Linked DNA regions of Macaca mulatta: region 1 is linked to region 2. Evidence: chromatin contacts called from public Hi-C data. All regions are on one chromosome and are shown on one strand. Each heading gives the region's core, a stretch centred on a gene start, on an enhancer-like site or on the middle of the called end of the contact. The rest is flanking DNA. Distances are from core to core; before and after follow the strand shown. Region 1 holds the start of KIF13A (kinesin family member 13A). Region 2 holds the start of NHLRC1 (NHL repeat containing E3 ubiquitin protein ligase 1).

Region 1 (6,845 bases), core at 3,246-5,745, 130 kb before region 2:
AGCTGAGATTGCGCCACTGCCCTCCAGCCCAGGCAACAGTGCAAGACTCCGTCTCAAAAAAAAAAAAAAGAAAGATACCAAAGATATTTCTTAAAATATATATAAATAAGATACTTATTTGTGTACATAGTTGTGTGTATTAAAAAGGCACATATATATCTGGAGAAAAAGGCATGAGAACTAAGTGACAGTGGCTACCCATTTTCAGAGAGGTGAAGAAATGGGCAAAGTAGGGATGACAGCAGGAGTGAAGAGGGAGATGTTTCACTGTGTATGTCAGCCTTTATAGCAAGTTAGGGATTCTCATTCCATTGCTCCCTTCATCCTACTCCATCCCTTCACCCACACCCACCCCACCCCCAGAACTGTCTGGCTGTTTTGTTTTGTTTTGTTTTGTTTTTTGAGATGCAGTCTCACTCAGTTGCCCAGGCGAGAGTGCAGTAGCACAATCTTGGCTCATGGCAACCTCCACCTCCAAGGTTCAGGCGATTCTCCCGCCTTAGGCTCCCAGGCAGCTGAGATTACAGGTATGCTCCACAACACTCGGCTAATTTTCATATTTTTAGGAGAGACAGGGTTTCACCATGTTGGCCAGAGTCGTCTCAAACTCCTGGCCTCAAGTGATCCACCCACCCTAGCCTCCCAAAGTGCTGGGATTACAGGTGTGAGCCACCTCACCCAGTCCAGAACTGCCTTGCTTCTGAATCGTACTCCACACCCTCACTCACACACGTACAATCACCCAGAAGCAACATGTGGCAGGTATGCTTTCACTTTCATTGGCAAAGGACTCTCTCCTCATCTTGCAAAAGTGAACCTGTACTCTCAGCATCCATAAGACCACACAAACACCACCTGTCTTGGCAAGTTGCCAGGACCTTGGGTAGCATCCACAGCCCCTCCTCAATGCTCCCATCACATTTGCTAAGCCCTTGCTAAGTGCCAGTATGCGGGAGCATGAGGCATAAAGAGAAGTAGGACAAGGTACCTGCCTTCAGGGAGTTCACAGCCTCAAGGGAGAGAAAGAAGAGGAAACAGAATTTCGAAATTATGTGGTTCAGGAAATGGCAAAAGTATACACCAGTGTAATTTACCACGTTGTATTTTAACTATTTTTTTCCTCCCTCTCACCTATCTCTCCAAGGTGAGTGACTCTGGTGTAGGTACTAGATCCACAAGTATCTTAGAATCCCCTATGCTGAGCATGGTATTGAAATGATCTGAACTTCATGTCTCCTGGAGAGCAATGCAATGGTATTTTAAGAAACAAATCCATATGTCTTAATGTTTCAGAATGGTGATCAGTATACGTAGCAATTACTAACCTGGACCTATGCAATGTATTACAATACTAGAATTTCAGCAACAAAACAAACATCTTTAACCTCAGAGATCCTCTGATCTTTTAGTCCTTGCTACACAGTGTTGGCTTTGGTTTTGTAAATGGGGAAATCATGAAAGTTGACCCCATCTGTTTGTTTGTTTGTTTGTTTTCCCTGGACATCAGTGCAATCTCACTTGCTTTTACTGGTAAGACTGAAAACTTTCACCCACTAACCTTGAATTTCTATCCATGGTTAATCATTGGTAATTTCTTACAACTTTCAGAAAAACAGTAATTCTCAATTCGACACAGGTCTGCCAATATGCATTTAAAGACCTCTTACACTTCAAACCTTGGACTTGTAGGTATGAAAAATAATAACATTCTCAGTATTCTACTCTTCACCTTTGCCCTGCCCTGAGCACTATCTAAAAACCAATGACAGAAATGAACTGCAAACATAGCATGAAGCATTGCTGCAATTAATCAACCCAGAACCCAAGGGAGGAATTGTTTCTATTTTTAAACGCACTGTTACTTTAAGGGAAAAGTCTGTGGAGAAATATGAAACCAAGCTGCATAATGAAAATAAAAATGCATTTGGTGTCTTCATCTGTGCAAAGACAGTCATCCTAATGTACAAGGAGCACTGTTGTGTTGACTCCTCAATTTGTCTGTAAACGAAATGACCGGTACTCAGACAGAATCCCATGGAAAGCTCATCTGCTACTCAAAGAATTAGATCTGTCAGAAGGACAAAACACGAGAGTACCCATATTTCAATGCTATTTTTATAACTCCAGATAAGAGACTATCACAGTAAGTAAGCAGATGAATAGATCCCAAAATCACTCTTCAAATATTTACCTAAAAGATCCTGATTAGTAACTAACGTGGTTCAGCCCGGAAAACGATCAACTGATTACTTAGCATTTGGAACCAACTGTCCACAGTTATAGATTGTATCCAAATTCCACAAAATCAAATCTGTTTCTCTTCACAAATGACAACACTTCATGTCATTAAACAGTAGCTAACAGTCGCACTCCTTATGGTTAAGAGTGACAAGGAGCAGGTGCCAAGCCAGCAAGGAAAAATAGCAGCAGCTACACAACAGGAGCTAAAAAATATTCTACCTGTTCCCCCAGACTGCTTTCAAGAATCTGACCCAATAGAATTTTTTCCCGAAACAATGTAACGATACCCAGTTTGCGGGGGGCTGGGGCGGTACATTCGTTGGTGATATGGGCATCTAATTTAATCTGTAAATATTTAATGTATTCAATGAGTTGACTTACTATCACCATGAAATATACCATACTATCTACACTGCTATAAATGCATCTAAAAATACATCCATTACTAAACAACATTCAGTACAATGTACAATAAACACTACATCCAGTGTTAAACACAACATTTTAAATATAGCTTAGCTATTTGGTATCACCACTAGAATCTGCTAAAGGTAGCAGAATGTTTGCAAACTGGATAAAAACTGCTATGCTCAACACGAAAAGCAAAGAATCTCCAATCTTATCTCCTCATGATTTATTTCCCCAAATTTGGCAAAACTGAGCTTGAACACCACACATTATAGAATGGAGGCATCGCTTCTCTAAGCAATAATGTAACAAACCCTGCATCAGAGTCTCTCTTCAGTGAAAATCTCTGAAGAACGAAATTCACTAAATTGTATTCCATCAATCAACAGGTGATTCTTGGAAACAAAAACTCATATTCATTTTTCCAATGAAAATTAATTTTGTAAACTATCCCGTTTTTTCACACATATATATTCACAACCTACTGCATTATTATATTGAATGAATTCCAACCGATTTCTTCTCAGAGGCTTACTAGAAAAATGCCAAATATTCAAATTATTTTGGGGCATTATCCCATACTGCTGCATGGAACATAATAAGGATCCAACAGTTACCACTTTTCAAATGCAAATATGTTGCCATCTAGTAAATACAGCCCCTTTTTAAACATCCCTCAGTGTCTATACAGTTCAGGGCCCTACTTTTGTTTCTTTGAAAATCAAAATTCGCGCATTACATTGAGGCATTATCTCAACTCAGCAGCAACAACAACTAAAATAGGTGTTAACTAGCCCAGCCTGAGTCTGCATCGTACAAGACTTGCTCTATTTTTTCCTCCCATTTTACACACACTGTCCCTAAACAATTCTGCCAAAGGAAACGAACGCTGCAGTGACGAAAAGAATCCCGGGCACTGGGTTCCACGAACAATGAGGACGTGGGCTGGTCACCTGCCGGCCTCGGGCCTCAGTTTTCCTGTCTGTAAAATGTGGCGGCTGGGCGAATCACCTATAGGGTCCCATCCGGCCCTCTCCCTCCCGGGTGCCTCGCAGCCCGCCCGGACTCAGCTGACTGGTGCTGGCTGTGGCCAGGGTGCCCTGCCTGCCGCCGCTCTAGATGGAGGGGAAGGCGGGCGAGGGAGGAGAGGAACTTGGACTTGCAACAGCTTCAAACAGGAGCGGGCGACAAACTTGAAGCCATCCTCCTAACAATAGGAAAGAGCACTCCCATTTTCCTGGCTCAAACTTGCGGGACCCCGAGAGGCTGGATCCTCCCAGCCGCCCTCTGGGAACCCGCTTTACCTTTCTCCCTGTTTGGTGTTAGCAGGAGGAGGGTGCAGGACCGTTTGATTCCCTTCCATCTCCACCACGCACTTGGTGTTCAGTTCCAGTTCTGAAAGCACAGAGAGAAAGGGACGTTGCAAAGTCCAGCATCCGCGCCGCGCGGGGCTCCGTCCCTGAAGGCTGCCGAGCCTGGAGACGGCGCCCCGGGCACCACGGCCAGCGCGGACGCCGCCTCCGCCCCGGCCGCGCTCTCGCCGTCCCGGCCCCGCAGTTTCCAAAGTTGCCCCCGCCCTCAGCCCGAGCAGAAATAAAAAAGAGCGAAAAGCTCCTCACCTCGTCGGTTCATGGGCCGGACCCGGACGGCAACTTTTACCTTGGTATCCGACATGTTGGCTGCGCTAGCCCGGCCGCTCGCCGCGACCGCTCGGCCTGAGGAGGCCCCTCACGCGCGGCGCCGCCGCCGCTGCAGCCGCGCGCCCCCCGAGCGCGGCCGCCGCCGCTCTGCCTTGAGCTCCGAGAGGCAGCGCCGAGGCGCGCGGGCCATCCCGGGGGAGCGCGACGCGGGGCACGGCCGCGGCCCGGGGAGGGGCAGGCGCGCGGGGCGGGGCGCGGCGGCGGCGGCGGGCGGGGAGGAGGCCTCGCCGCCCGGCCCAGGCGCAGCTCTACCCGCGCCGCCCCAGCGCAGACCGCAGCGCCGCGGCCCCTCGCGGCTGCCCGGGGCCCCGCGCCGCCATGTTCCGCTCCCGCCACCCGCCGGGGCTCGGGAGAGGCCGGACACGGCCACGCGCGGCGCCCCCTGGAGCGGCGGGACGGCAGTGAGGGGAGCGGCGAGCGGCGCGGCGCTTAGGGGAGGCTGCAGTCCGGGGCGGGACGCATTGTTTCCCCAGGGGACCTCCCAGGCCAAGCCTGCACCGGCGCCCGCGGGGCCCCCCCGGATACCGTGAGCTCCAGCCGCCTTCTGGCGCCGCTGCCACCCGGAGCCCCGGGACGGCAGCAAGGACCACGGCCCGCCGCACTGGGTGGGCAGGCCTTCCCCTACGAGCCCCGGCACGCCGCCCCCTCTGTCCCACACGGAGCCTGCAGCGGTATTTTAAGATCTCTGTGGTGAACCGAGACTAGAAATGAATCTGTGAATCCACCACCGAAACAGTGTATGTTTGTAAATAGTGCTCTCTTCCCTTCCCGGCCTCTCTTGTCGTGGGAGGGATGTCAAGTGGGCTGGAAGGGCCATTAACTCTTACATAAGAATTTAATAGCAATGGTTTCTGTCATCCTGCCAAATGCAGACCTCGCTGCCAGGGCGGAACTGGGCGAATCTGATTTATTCTGTTTGGTTCAACAAGTGCTTAAGATGCGCTCACCGAGTGCCAGGCATTTTGAAGCGTACAGAAGTCAAAAATCCAGAGTTTAGATGCAGGAATCTTTCGATTTTGCTTAAATCTAGAAATCCACTTATTGGAAGATGTACTGAGGTTTTACTGTGTGCAGGGTGCTGTTGAGGACACACAGAAACATGCATAGCATGATGCAGAAGCACACGCTAAGGTGGAAAAGAGGGCGTGGAGACCTATTATGCTAGAAAGTGTGGGGCAGGTGCTAGAAGAGGCCTCGTCCGCCTCCACCAGGTGCCGAGCTATGGGCCTGATGTTAAGACGCTACCCTTGACTCTCAAACAACACGGGTTTGAACTGCACGAGTCCATTTACACGTGGCTTTTTTTCAACCAAAGTCTAATTGAAAATACAATATTCGTGCTCTGGCACAGTGGCTTACGCCTGTAATCCCAACACTTTGGGAGGCTGAGGCGGGAGGATCACTTGAGGCCAGGAGTTCAAGACCAGCCTGGGCAATGTAAAGAAACCCCATCTCGCCAAAAAAAAATTACAAAAATAGCCGGGCATGGTGGCACGTGTCTGTAGTCTCAGTTACTGGAGCGGCTGAGGTGGGAGGATCGCTTGAGCCTGGAAGGTTGAGGCTGCAGTGAGCCATGTTCACACCACTGCACTCTAGCCTAGGCAACAAAGCAAGACCCTGTCTCAAAAAAAAAAAAAAAAAAAAAAAAAAAAGAAACAAGAAAAGACAGTATTTGGCAGGTTAAAAATGGGAGATCCAACTTTTCCTGTTTGTGGGTTCTGCAGAGCTGATCGTCAGATTTGAGTGTGAATGGTTTTGGATGATCCTGGAGCCAGTCCCCTGTGTACACTGGAAGACAGCTACTTCAGCCCCACCTTATTGTAGAGCCAGCTATCTCAGTCCACCTCTGAAGGGCCTGTTTCATCTTTCCTCCTCTCCATTCCTACTGGTGCAATCTCACTTTGCCTGTCCATTCACTTGTTCAACAAATGTGTTCTGAGCGCCCTACTATGTTACAAACACTGTTGCAGGCTTTTGCTACAGACTTTTGGCTGCTGCCCAGAAAGAGGTGAAATTTCCAGCCTTCTGGGGCTAAGAATCTAGGTCTGTGCATACCTCTTCACTTTTGGGCTACTAAGACATCTTCTTAACCTTCCTAGCTTTGCCTTCCTCTAATCACTCCTAAATCCAGCTTCCAGACTGATTTTTCACAAAATTAGAACTTTATCCGTTAATCATGCATGCTATTCTATTGTTCAAAAAACTCTCAGGCTGGGCGCAGTGGCTCATGCCTGTAATCCCAGCACTTTGGGAGGCCGAGGCGGGCAGATCACCTGAGGTCGGGAGTCCCAGACCCACCTGACCAACATGGAGAAACCCCATCTCTACTAAAATTACAAAATTAGCCAGGCATGGTGGCACATGCCTGTAATCTCAGCTACTAGGGAGGCTGAGACAGGAGAATCGCTTGAACCCAGGAGGCAGAGGTTGTGGTGAGCTGAGATCATGCCGTTGCACTCCAGCCTGGGCAACAAGAGCCAAACTCCATCTCAAAAA
Region 2 (6,665 bases), core at 1,715-4,214:
AGTGGAGAAGATATAGGCATTACAAGACATGTTTACCTTTTTAATAAGCAGTTCAATTGTTTTTCTTATTCACGTAATTCAGGATCAACAGTAACTTCATCTAATGTGCCATCAGAGCAGTCACAAATTGAATGAAAGTGATGGCCACCACAAAATCCTTTTTCTCCTGAACGCTCCATAAAGTCTCCTTTCTTTGCACATCTTTGTGCTAAAATAATTAGCTACTTGTAGAGACAGTACACATAGCAACACTATTCATTCACCTACTTTTCCCCACATCTGCTATCTTATTTAAGCACAACTTAGTTGGAATCAGAATTGAATTCAAATTGTGACTATGGCAGTAAGTAACTATGACCTCGAGGAAGTCACTTAAGCTCTCTGGGTTTCAGTTTTCTCACTTGCACGATGAGATTAATAATAAAAATTATGGCTAGGCAAGGTGGCTATGCCTGTAATCCCAGCACTTTGGGAGGCCGAGGAAGGTGGATTGCTTGAGCTCAGGAGTTTGAGACCAGCCTGGGCAACATGATGAAACCCCATCTCTATCAAAATACAAAAATTAGCTGGATGTGGTAACGCACGCCTGTGGTCCCAGCTACTTGGGAGGCTGAGGTGGAAGGATCACCCGAGCGGTGGAAGTTGAAACTGTAGTGAGCTGTGATCATGTTTCTGCACTCCAGCCCGGGTGACAGAGCTTGACTCTATCTCGGGGGGGAAAAAAATTACCTCACTGGATAGTATGGATTAAATGAGCTAATATTTGCAAATTTCCTTGCACAAAGAGTATGCATTCAATAAATGGTAGATTAATCTCTAATAATTGTCCTAAGCTTTGTAAGTCTACCAGACAGTTTTAATTATCCCTGCCTGCATAGATGAGTTTAAGTGACTTATCCAGGGTTAAACAATTCATTAATGGCAGCACTAGTGCTTCTGATTCCAGGGCCCCACCCCAGCCCATCACCCCCAGTCAACTTTATAGACTTTTATAGAATGAGATGCTGTGTCGAGCACAAGAAGAGAATTCTCCTTGGTGAAGGTAAGAGCCACAGGATGGGAAAGACCATGAGTGACCATGGGCTTCAGTACTGGAAACTCCTCAGGTTTTCCTAAGCAAAAGATAGCGGGACCAGAGGTATCTGCAACAATTACATTTCCCTGGTGATCAAAGGTCACAGCGGAGGCAGTTATTTTGGAGGGAAAATAGAGGCTCAACCCAAAGGTATCCACCTGGCCGACAAGTTGCATACTTGAGCTAAACACTTTCACCCTGGTGCTGCAAACCCCAGTCCCCAGGGCCAGGGGGTGCTCCAGGACTGCAATGGCCCCCGTGAGCCAAGACACTGCCACCCCTCGGGGACTGCACAGATGAGCTTGCAACTTTTCAGTTCTCCGAAGGAGCCCTTCCGCGAAGTCGACGTCCAGGAGGTGCAGGGACCCTGCCTCCGCGTCAGTTACCACAATCCCATTCTGAGGGGTGGTCTCCACACCCCAAGGTAAGGAGAATTGGCCTCCAATGACAAGCTTGATCTGGCCAAAAAAATCAAACACTTTGATGGAGCGATCGCCGGCGTCAGTGACAACCACATGGCAGTCGTTGGTGATGGTGACATCCACAGGATACCTAATGTCTTGGGAAGCGTCCCCCTTCTCTCCAAACTGATGCGCGCATCCTCCCCCAGAGTCAAAAATCTTGACACGCCTCCTGCCGTCGTGCACCACCACGACCCGCCCCGTCTTGGGACAAAGCGCCAGTCCGGTGGGGTTGACCAGGGTCCCCCAGCCGCCAAAGGTATGGTGGCAGGTGAGGGCTCCGGGGGCGCTGGGGACGGCGCGGTGGGCGGCCGGGGACTGGCGAAGCGCTGAGCCCAGGAGCTCTATGAGGTGCAGCACCGGCAGGCAGTCGCTGGTGTCGCAGCCCCGGCAGGCTCGCCTGCAGAATGGGCACTCGAGGGCCAGCGTGCGCGGGTGCGCCAGGGCGGCCACGCAGGCCAGGCAGACCACGTGGCCGCAGGACAGGTTGCGCGGGCGCCGCTGCTGCCGGTGGCCAAACTTCTCAAAGCACACCTTGCACTCCAGCAGGCTGATCTCCGCCTCGCGCATGAGCTCCTGCAGAGCCGGCTCGCTCTCCGAGGCTTCGGCCGCCATGGCGGGTCCTGTGCACTCCCGCCGCGCCGCCCGGCCGTGTCCCAGAGACGCTCTTGGTCACGGTCACAGTCACGGTCACGGGGTGGGACGTGCGCCCTGACGTCAAGCGCCGCGGGCCTCTGCACTGCGATCTGCTGCCCCTTGGTGGGCATGCGCGGCACTGTTTCTTGAGGGCCTGGTCGTGGACGTTTGCAAGACAAATCCACATGTGCATTGTGTAGACCTGTAATCGTCACATCAGTCATGGATGGATTTTGTACACTTTCAGGTGAGGAAACACACCTATTGAGGACAACAGGATTGCTCCCTGTTACCCAGCCTGTAAGTGCCAAAACAAGAACCAGAACCCAGTCTTCCAGCCCGGGTACCTAGCAGTGTCTCCAATCCTCAGCGTTGGGTGCTAGGGCTGTCCAGGCATCAAACATGGTCCCCTAGCTCATGATGCTTTTGATCTGAACTGGAAAACACGAGCACACGGGAGAAGACAAACTCCAAGGGAGGTGAGGCAGATGTGTATATTTCTTTTGTGTCTTCTTTCACACTCGTTGTTAAGTCAATGAATACATACTTGTAAAATGAATTCGTGCATGAATGAAAGAATGTTATAGAACAACAACAAAAAATCAACTAGGTGAATGAGTGTCAGACGGGGGAACCACGCTGGAAGTGTCTTGCAGAGTAATTAATATGAAATAAGAAAGCTGTTAGTTAATAATAATTACCATAGAACTTTTTTTTTTTTTTTTTTTTTTAAAGACCAAGTCTCACTCTGTCACTCAGGCTGGAGTGCAGGGGCACGATCACAGCTCAGTGCAGCCTCCATCTCCCAGACTCAAGCAATCCTCCCACTTCAGTAGCTGGGACTACAGGCATGAACCACCACACTAGGCTAATTTTTAAAATTTTTTTGTAGAGAGGAGGTCTCTCTGTGTTTGTCTAGGCTGGTCTTGAACTTGTGAAAATTGTTCACAATCCTCCCCACCCCTTGGCCTCCCAAAGTGCTGGTGTGAGCCACTGTGCCCAGCCTATAGAATTCACATATGCCTGCCCTGTTTTGTTAGGTTGGTGCAAAAGTAATCGCAGTGTTTGCCATCACTTTTAATGGCAAAAATCGTGATTACTTTTGCAGCAACTTAATAGTTTACATAGATTATCTTGTTTAAACCTCATAGCAATCCTACAAGAAAATGTTATTTTTATCATCTTTTTTTCTCATAGAGTTCACATAAATCAAATATCTTGCCTAGGGTCACATGGCTAGGAAGTGGCTGGCCTGGAATTTGAAGCCAGGCAGTTTGACTTCAGAGTTACCTATTTTAGTCATTTTCAAACTTCTTTGCACATGGTAAACACTTGGGTCACACCCGAAAAGTTTAGTTGGCCCATGGTGTGGTCTGGACAGCTGGGATTTATAAAAGCTCCCCAGGTGATTATAATGGACAGCCAAGTTTGAGAACCGCTGCATTATAATAATTCCTTCAAATGGCACTAAATTCAGTTTTTCCAATCTCAGTGAAGACCAAAAGCAAAGAGAATTTGCCATATGTTGGAAAATCTTCAAACAAGGGATAGCATAATCTGCGTGAAGAATCCATTGTGGTATTATGAATCTCTCATTTTTCTTTTTTCTTTTTTTCTTTTCTTTTTTTTTTGAGATGGAGTCTTGCTCTGTCACCAGGCTGGAGTGCAGTGGTATGATCTCAGCTCACTGCAACCTCAGCCTCCTGGGTTCAGGCAATTCTCCCGCCTCAGCCTCCCGAGTAGCTGGGATTAAAGGCACCCACCACCACATACGGCTAAGTTTTGTATTTTTAGTAGTGATGCGGTTTCACCATGTTGGCCAGGCTGGTCTTGAACTTCTGACCTCAGGTGATGCACCCGCGTCAGCCTCCCAAAGTGCTACAATTACAGGCATGAGCCACCATGCCCGGCCCTGATCTCTTATTTTAAGGGGTTCTCCCCCAAATGTCTTATGTGAACATTGTGCTTAACAAAACCTTATATCAGAGAATTTCTGTTCCTTCAGAGATCATAATCATGATCGTTCACCTTCTGATTTGCTGGATTTCTGAGAAAACACAGCATTTTATACCCTGTTAAGGCCCCTGCAAAGAGTTTTAATGTAAGACAAGAAAGAACGTTTGCTAATCAAATGTCATCTGACCCAAAGATTGTACAGCCTGTACCCCTAAGACAGCCGTACCATGCTATATAGTAAAGTTCAGTGTTCAGCCCCTACTCCTACAACCTGTGATGTCTGAGAACAGGACTATCTTCAACAGTCAATAAACCTTTATCTGCTAGCACACCCAACAGTACTTAAATTGCTGAATGAATGCTGACTCTAATAACAGGAGAAAGACTAAATAATAATGGTACTGCCACATTACAACATTATACAGCTATTTAAAAATCTTGCTTTTGGGCCGGGCGCAGTGGCTCACGCCTGTAATCCCAGCACTTTGGGAGGCCGAGGCGGGCAGATCACGAGGTCAGGAAATCGAGACCATCCTGGCTAGCAGGGTGAAACTCTGTCTCTAATAAAAAATACAAAAAATTAGCCAGGCGTGGTGGCGGGCACCTGTAGTCCCAGCAACTCGGGAGGCTGAGGCAGGAGAATGGCGTGAACCCGGGAGGCGGAGCTTGCAGTGAGCCAAGCTCGTGCCACTGCACTCCAGCCTGAGCGACACAGCGAGACTCCATCTCAAAAAAAAAAAAAAAATTGCTTTTGAAAACTATTTAGTGATGTTGTAACCAGTAGAGGGTCTGGACTACAAGTTGTCCAGATTCTTGGCTTTTTCAACAAAGAATTGGACAAAATGAAGCAATGAAAGCACAGATTTATTGAAAATGAGGGTGGGACCTGGCTAAGCAGTGGCTCAAGGGCCCTGGTTACAGAATCTTCTGGGGTCCAAATACCGGCTAGAGGTTTCCCATTAGCCACTTGGTATTCATCCCATGCAAATAAAGTAGTGGCCTGCCATCAGTCTGATTGGTTGCTTTTGCTTTCTGCAACCAGAGGCTGAAGTGAAGTTACAAAAGTTACACTCCCATGCAAACGTCTGATTGGTTGCAGACGTTTCTGCCACTCAGAAAAGGCAGGGAGGCGGGGGCGGGGGGGTTGGAGAGGTGTTACAAAGGGAGTAGCCTCTGGTCCTTTTGTTACTTAGGCATGGAAAGTTGAGGTTTTCCTTTCAATTTAGTTCTAGGAAGTCAGCATCAATCAGCCTTAGGTTCCTTGCCTCCAGACCCTATTCTCCTGCCTCAACATGGCGAAGGGCGAATACATAGGAAGGAAGATAGTGGAGATGCAATGCTGTATCGTAATATGATCACAACCTTGTGAAAACATACACATGTATGAGCAGACAAAAAAGATGAGAAGAAAATACATCATCATCATAGCAGTAATTATCTCCAGTGACAGGACTTGATTGCTTTTGTTTTTCTTTTTAAACTTCCTAAATTTTCAATGCATAAAGGATTATTTGTCTTGTTTAAATATAAATAACTTAATATTTTATGGTATATTTCATTTCTAAATATCTGCCTTGATTATCCTCCTGTTGTTGAAAGTTAACACTGATAGTGAAATAAATTTCTATTAATACTCACTGTTTAGGAATCACAGATTTTCAGACATATTTTCAGCCCACAAATTACAGCTACACATAATTAATAAACCTGGGACATGGCTATTTTCTGCAAATCAGAATGACTATGCTTAAGGCACATAAATAGAATTCTATCCGATTCCCATTAACTCAGCCACTGATCAGTTTGTCATATAATGTTTTATAAGGCAAAAAGCCATCACATAAGAAGCTATTGGAGTCAGAGCTGTGGGGATTAAAGATAATTTTGATTTTTTTTTTGAGACAGAGTTTTGCTCTTGTTGCCCAGGCTGGAGTGCAGTGGCATGATCTCAGCTCACTGCAACCTCTGCCTCCCAGGTTCAAGCGATTCTCCTGCCTCAGCCTCCTGAGTAGCTGGGATTATAGGCACATGACACCACGCCCTGCTAATCTTTGTATTTTTAGTAGAGATGGGGTTTCACCATATTGGCCAGGCTGGTCTCAAACACCCGACCTCAGGTGATCCGCCCACCTTGACCTCCCAAAGTGCTGGGATTACAGGCGTGAGCCACTGCACCCGGCTGATAATTTTGATTTTTAAAAAGCACTCAGTAGAAATCTTACTCTGACTTTTCAGAAAGAGTAGGTGTAGGCTGAGCAGTACTTTGGGAGGCTGAGGTGGGAGGATCACTTGAGGCCAGGAGTTCGAGATCATGCTGGGCAACATAGTGAGACCTCATCTCTATTAAAAAGAAAAAAAAAATTAGCTGGGTGTGGTGGCACATGCCCGCAGTCCCATCTACTCAGGAGGCTGAGGCAGAAGGATTTCTTAAGCCTAGGAAACCGAGGCCGCAGTGAGCTATAATCACACCACCGTACCCCAGCCTGGGTGACAGAGTGAGACCCTGTCTCAAAATAAAAAATAAAAATAAGGAGTAG

Evidence for each region. A called contact is a pair of places that touch in the nucleus more often than the background predicts.
Region 1: a Hi-C map of liver shows a contact between it and region 2, with 3 times the contacts expected there. The contact joins the promoter of KIF13A here to the promoter of NHLRC1 in region 2. A contact is called at or near these places in 3 of 14 Hi-C or Micro-C datasets (blood, fetal cortex germinal zone and liver).

Annotation. Positions count from the first base shown.
Region 1 is chr4:165,089,392-165,096,236 of T2T-MMU8v2.0, reverse strand. It overlaps KIF13A (kinesin family member 13A), which reads right to left and starts at 4,495. Exons shown (of 39, transcript XM_078000927.1): 1 at 4,269-4,495; 2 at 3,954-4,044. The coding sequence starts at 4,323.
Region 2 is chr4:164,953,536-164,960,200 of T2T-MMU8v2.0, reverse strand. NHLRC1 (NHL repeat containing E3 ubiquitin protein ligase 1) reads right to left here and starts at 2,964. Exons shown (of 1, transcript XM_001097330.5): 1 at 27-2,964. The coding sequence starts at 2,151. The coding sequence ends at 964.